Linked DNA regions of Triticum aestivum: region 1 is linked to region 2. A link is a contact called in public Hi-C data. All regions are on one chromosome and are shown on one strand. The core of a region is the stretch at or near the end of the contact, and the rest is flanking DNA. Distances in the headings are between cores, read along the strand shown. Region 1 holds the start of LOC123054152 (ORM1-like protein 3). Region 2 has its middle 43 kb from the start of LOC123054150.

Evidence for each region. A called contact is a pair of places that touch in the nucleus more often than the background predicts.
Region 1: a Hi-C map of leaf shows a contact between it and region 2, with 4 times the contacts expected there. The contact joins the promoter of LOC123054152 here to the enhancer-like site in region 2. A contact is called at or near these places in 2 of 5 Hi-C or Micro-C datasets (both in leaf) and 1 of 1 datasets of contacts at active chromatin or transcription factors (leaf).

Annotation. Positions count from the first base shown.
Region 1 is chr2D:514,884,662-514,887,937 of IWGSC CS RefSeq v2.1, forward strand. It overlaps LOC123054152 (ORM1-like protein 3), which reads right to left and starts at 1,417. Exons shown (of 3, transcript XM_044477848.1): 1 at 961-1,417. The coding sequence starts at 1,146.
Region 2 is chr2D:514,615,153-514,618,284 of IWGSC CS RefSeq v2.1, forward strand. No RefSeq gene overlaps it. Among protein-coding and RNA genes, the nearest start is that of LOC123054150, 43 kb to the left of the region's middle. Within about 2 kb of position 1,864, at least 2 of the 8 cell types and tissues checked have an H3K27ac peak or open chromatin away from gene starts, as enhancers often do. A contact at or near this core is called in leaf, where this site is marked.

The DNA of each region.
Region 1 (3,276 bases), core at 167-2,666, 270 kb after region 2:
CTAAGGGTGCATTAAGGACAATACGAGGTTGGAAATGTGGCGAATTGTGGTTAATTGGCCCCAGCAAGTAGTCAGTACTATCCAAGAATACATGAATGATATATATAGTAAACAGACATAGTGTAGGGAGCACTGCATAACTATATGGTATCTAAGCCAAAAAGCAGTGTAGAACTATATGAACTCTGCGCTAAAAAGTCTTTGGAAGCGTATGTCAGCAGACAGAATGGTAATCGGTGTACTCTGCTATTTTACCTACTATACACCCAACAGGGGCATAAGTGTGGTTTGCTATTTCAACACGAGGATGGAAATGAGAGACATCGATCCTTGCTAGTGATACTTATCTATTCTGTATACTCATAAGGCAGGAACATGCAAGACATAACAACAAAATGATGGTAAGCTGAAACCTGAATGCATAGAGGATTAGATAGAAATCCTAAAACACCTTGGTGCATCGACTGAAATGCAGGCTACCGTGGAGGTTTACCGAAAAAGGCTTTCGCCCCGCTTTATATATAAAGCAACGATCAACAACAAGCCGGTACAAACGCACGCCACCACAACACACGCATACCGTGGAGGTTTGGAATTCCATTCATCTCAAACTACGGATAGTGCTTGCTGGTACGAGAATGATGAGTGGTTGAGTAGGGGGGGCGCATCCAGTAGGGTGGGAAAGCAAGCCAATACTAGTAGCACCAACATTCAGTTGGCAGAATTGGGCGAATGGGCCATAGCAATTTGTAGTTAGGGAAGGCGATAGGCAGGCAGATGCGAACGATCTATCCCAATTTCTGACCGCACGAAGCAAGCAATCGATGTAAACTAACTCGAACCGCAAGCCTTCAGATCCACGGGGGGCGCCTATGCCTAGCCAAGCAAGCAGTCAATCCCCATCGAAATCCTAATCCAGGAGAGAGCCGGAGATATAAGAGAGAGGGGGGAGGCGGGTACCGCGAAGTGGCCGAGGTTGACGAGCGTCCAGGCCATGCCGGGGGTGCAGCCGAAGATGGAGAGGATGAGGAGCCAGGAGACGAAGAGGATGAAGATGTAGGTGGTCCAGACCCCCGGGTACATGAACCACTCGGTGTTCTTGTTCAGATCCGGCGGGGGCACCGCCTGCACGTACAGCTTCGCCATCGATCCCCTCCCCTCCCTCGCCCTACCAGCGCGCGCGTGCTGCGGGGCGGTGGCTCCTCCCGTCCGTCCGGCTCGGCGTCGCGGGAGCTCCGGCCGGGGTGCTGCTGCGGGCTGAGAGGCCGGAACGGATTGCCTCTATGTAGGAGGGGCCTGGTTTGTTGCCGGGGAGGGGAGGGGAGGGGAGGGTGAGGGGTAGGTCAGCGCGGAGGAGGAGGAAGGTTCAAAGATGGGGGACGGAAGAGTATTTCCTGCGAGAGGAGGAGGAGGAGAGGTGAGGTGAGGGTGGGCGACCGACGGGGACGAAGCGACGCCGACCGTAGGATGATGCACGCCGCGACCGCGATCGCGACGGGCGGGCCGCGCTTGGGCCTGGCCTGGTTATTTTGAGTAGAGTATATTTTCTCTTTTTGTTTTCTTATTAGCATATAAATGTTTTCTCCTGCTTCCTCCTTTCTTTGGTTCTTTTTTTCTTTACCCGGCCGTAAAGCGAGACGAGATGCTCTCGTTGAATTTGTTTTCTTTTTGGGGGAGCGAATGTTCTGGTTGGATTTTGTTCGATTGTTGGTTGGGATGTTCTTGTTGGATTTGCGATGGGTTAGTTGCGCTAACTTGTAAGATGTTCTAGATTCTCACTCCTGTTTATTGGATAAACTAATGTGTCGTTTTCAGTGCTCGGTGATGTTCGTCCTATCATGCCCCCTCGAAGAATATCTACGGTTCCCGCAAAAAAGAAAAATAGATTGTCTATGGTGGCTGGAATGATTCTGCTTTAATACTAGTGCCAAGCGAGCCTGGGTTTTGCTTGCGGTTCCACAAATCGAGCTGCTAAACAATACTCCCTCCGTTTCTAAATATAAGACGTCGAGGGAGTATGTTCGACGGATGAGCTGCCCTCATCAAAATTTCAGGAAAATTTCCCCTTCTCCATAGTGCAGGTGGACTGTTGTTCATCAAGAGCAGATTTATGGTACGGGTAGTGGTCTCTTTCGTGATGAATGCTGGGTAGTTGCACACTGACCTCATAATGTTGATGTAGGTTGAACTCAACTAATTTTGTTTGTTAATGTAGGCTGTTGACTCGAATGTGTATGACGAGGAGAGTACAGGCATCCCGCCGCGTTCCGTTCCTTAAATACAAGGTGCTCGTGTGTTCGTGTGTGTAACCAACGCGCAGAAACTTTGTTAATTGCCAATTTAGCATCATTATCATGTGCCTGCTCAACAAAAGAAGCCGTTTCATTTCATTTTTCATGGATCACGACAGGGCCTCTTTTCTTTCTTTTGCGATGGTTCTTCTCCGGGTCGTCTGAGTAGTCTGGGGCTTAATTTCTTACTCGTAGCATCTGTCTCATGGACAAAAAGAGCAGCAAAGAATATCAAAACATTGAGCAACGAGTCCTCGCAAGTTGCGTCTACAAGTTCAACGCAGCACTCAAGACCCAGCACAACTCGCCAGGACATGTTTGATTTTTCAGGAGTATTATTTTAATTCTTTGTAGGAGCAATTAGTTTTGGTAGAGTTGTGGTATTCTCCCTACAAAATCAGCTATGCTACCTAGCTTTTCAACGCATTTTCGTCCTCTAGCGATTCAGGACCGCTCGATGCTTTTTTTAGAGCACGCAAAGTGTGTGCCTTAATTTTATAGAAGAGAGCAGCACAATTTACAAGAGGTCTAGCGAGTGCGGAGCACTCGAAAGACAACGTCCTCGCCGACACCTACGTTATAACGTAAAGTTACTATCTCACAAAACGGTTCGAAAGACAACCGCTCGATGCTTTGACACTCGTCCTTTTTACTGCGATGGCAAATGGTCAAGCGTCCTTCTTTTTACACTCTTATGACTGCATGGTAGCAGATGACATGTGGGCCTCATTAACCTGTGAGGCTAGCGAAAGAGGTGTGTCTCCTATCATTTTGGTGGTCCTATTGCGGCTTGGTCCCATCTGGCGATGTTTGGGCATGTGCGTCCACGTAGGTGGGGGTTGTTTTCTCACTTTATCTGCTAGGTAAAAGGAGGATGTAGCAAGGTGAGCGTTGCACGTTGTCACCTTCGATGAAAGTTGCAGAAAAATTGGGACACATAAACAGATTGCAATCAAAACCACCCATGGAAGTAGTGAAAGGCGCG
Region 2 (3,132 bases), core at 614-3,113:
TTGGAATTTGAACACGTTTTTTTTGGAACAAGTGAATATTTTGTACAAGACAAATATTTCAAATTTGTGAACAATTTTATAAAAGTGTGATCATTATTTGAACATGTAAGTTTTTTTGAAACCGCAAACATTTTTTAATCTTGATTTTTTGAAAACAACACTCATTTTCAAATTTGAACAAATTCTAAAACACCTTTTTTTTTGCAAAATGGGAACAATTTTCCAAAAATTTCCAAAATTTGAAAGGAGAACATTTATTTTCATCTGTGATTTTTTTATACTTCGAACAAAATTTTGAAAAGGCAAATATTTTTCAAATTTTTGAAAAAAATGAAGTAGGAACATTTTTTGAAGTTCTGAACAACGTTTGGAAGCACATTTTTTTTCTAAAATCTTGAATTAGTTTTGAAAAAGCAAACCTTTTTGAATATTTAACCAAAATTTCAAAACCAGAACATCTTTTGAAGTTTTGAACATTTTGTGATAAACACAACCATTTTATGAAATTTACAATTTTTTTTATTTTTAGCAAGAAGGTGGAACTTTTTTGAACTGTTGAACAAATTTTGAAAAGCAGTATCATTTTTAAATTCCCAGTTTGTAATATGTGAACTAAATTTGAGACCAGGAACATTTTTTAAGTTGTGAAAAATTATGATAAACGCAAAAAAAAAATGTATTTACCCACATTTTTTGGAAAACACAAAAAATAAATTTGAAAAAGGAAAAAAAAAAGAAAAGAAATCACAATAATAGAAAGAAAAAACCGGTCCAGGAACCTCCGAGAAGGTTCCCAAAACCGAAAAAACCAGTTGGGACCCTCCTAGAACGTTGTTTAAACATGGATCACTAAAACGCCTTAACGGGCCGGCCCAGATCAACGCTCGCTCGCCATGCCTGTGCGAATGACGCAATTTTTGTATCTTTTTTTCCGTGAACTGCGTAGCTTTCAGTTGAGCCTTCGGACTAATCCGCGTGAGATAGGGAGTTGAGAATACACTTTGTTGCTTTCTTTGTTTTCACCAATGCGATGGAATGCCCGGACCGAGAGAAGAAAAAAGATACGCACCCGGGCTTCCTGCACCTGCACAGTCCGGCGACCGTTTTGGCACGAAAACTGTCGGCCCTCCGGATCAATCAACAAAAAACAGGAGACGCAGACGCAGAGTCGCAGACAATGGGAATCAGGTAGGCAGGCTGAATCTGAGTGGAGAGCGGCGGGAGAGAGCCATCAGCCGCGGGGCCCCGACCGCAATAGCGCCAGGAACTCACCTGATCGGAACCACCAGACCAGAGGCAGCAGGAGGATGTCAAATTCCAGCGCCGAGGTCGACCCGCGAAAGCGACCTCCACGATCGATCATCGTTCATCCCTCTCCCACAAGGACAGTGCTCTGCTCCGGGTCACACACCTTGGCCCCGCCTTCGCCTCCTCCGCGTAGCTTGCGCCGTCGGGCCGGCGCGTGGCCCCGTCCACCGGGAGACGACGAAGAAGCCACTGCCGTGGTGCAGGAAGGCCGTCCGTCCGTCCGTGCGCGCCGCACTTTGGCCGCCGCCGGCCGGCACGCAGCGCGCACAAGTCAATCCCTGCTACTGCGGGCGCGTGCGGCTGCCATAGCCTTGCCGTGTCTCGGCTCGTGCAGGAATATGCATGGACAGCGCCATGGTTGGGCCGGATACGCGGCGGATTTGATTTGACCTTCAAGCGCCAGCAGCACCACGATCTTCCGTCCGTCCGTTGGGCTATTCTTGCGACCTCTGACTCGAGAGAGGCTGACCGGTCGAGAAACTGGGCACGTCCTGTGCCCGAGTGGAGGCGGTGAGGAGGTGAGGTCACGACGGCGACGGTTGGAGACGCGCGACGACCCGGAGTTGAAATCCGGGGCGCGCTGTCGGGCGCCGCTGTTGTGCTAACCTGTCCATGTCCAGCCTCGTCTGGGCCAATCGCGGGGCTCGATTAAGCGTGCCAACGGGTTTTCCTTCCGTGTGATGGCGAGCGAATCCACTCAGGTTTTTATAAATGGGTAGCCGTGAAATTCTCCACCGCTGGCCGTTTGTGGATGCTTGCGCTGGCGATCGCGTCGCCGTCTTCCTTTTCTTCTGATTAGATGTCTGAAGAGATCGTCGGTCAAGGACAGACGTATTGCGTCTCTTCAAAGCGCGTGTGTATGCTACGAGTGTGTACACAGTCAGAGAAGATGTTTGGAATCCGCGAAGGCTGTTCTTTGTTGAAAGGAAAAGCCAATCCTCGCATTTTCGCCGCATCTCTTATTCCCGCGGCGCGATCCGAGTGATGCAGGAAAAGTAGTAAATCCACCAAGGGAAAAGGTCTTGCTCGGAACATCCCTGTATTCTCCACCGCCTTCGGATGAGGCAGCGGCACGGCAGCATGCATCTGCGGAGCTAACACACTGTTAGTGGTTTTCGAAAATCCAAGCAGACCATGTGTATCCATGTCTGCGTGCTAAACACTGTGTGTTGAAGCGAAAATGGGCCGATGCATCATCCATGCCATGCCACGACGGCTCCCACATCTTCTGTTCTGAACTCTTCTTGTGAGACTGTGGTGACCATAACCATATATATGTATTATCCATCTTCAAAGCAGCTTGACTGCGGCTTGACCATCACGCGTGACCAAACAGCAGTTTTATACTAGTAGTACAGGGCCGGGACAGGAAGAGAACAAAACCCACCGTTGTCCCGTTCCCAGTTCGATCGTTCCCCAAGTTGTTGCTTCGGAAACCCAATATTCTCCTGGATCGCAACGTCCCAAGCAGCTAGAGACAAGACGAGGGAAAGAGGAAGAGGACGAAGTGTGCGGTGAGCTGAGCAGACATGCTAATGGCCGGTTCTAATACTAACAATCACTTGTAAAGAGGGGTCTGCGAGATGCTAGTACGTATTAAACTAGGAGGGATAGGAGGGCGATTGAAAGCTGCAGTCGGCCTGCCTGCCTGCCCGTGAAACCCAGAGGATCGTGGAATTCCATGCGTTCCTTTCCGCGGATCACAGGCATTGGATTCTTGCGACGTACGTCTGGTTGCCGCGTGGAGTGTGCATCGGACGGGGACCTCCTCCTCCTCTTGTCGTTTCAGTTTCGTACTAGCACTACTCTGGTTATTACCACTCC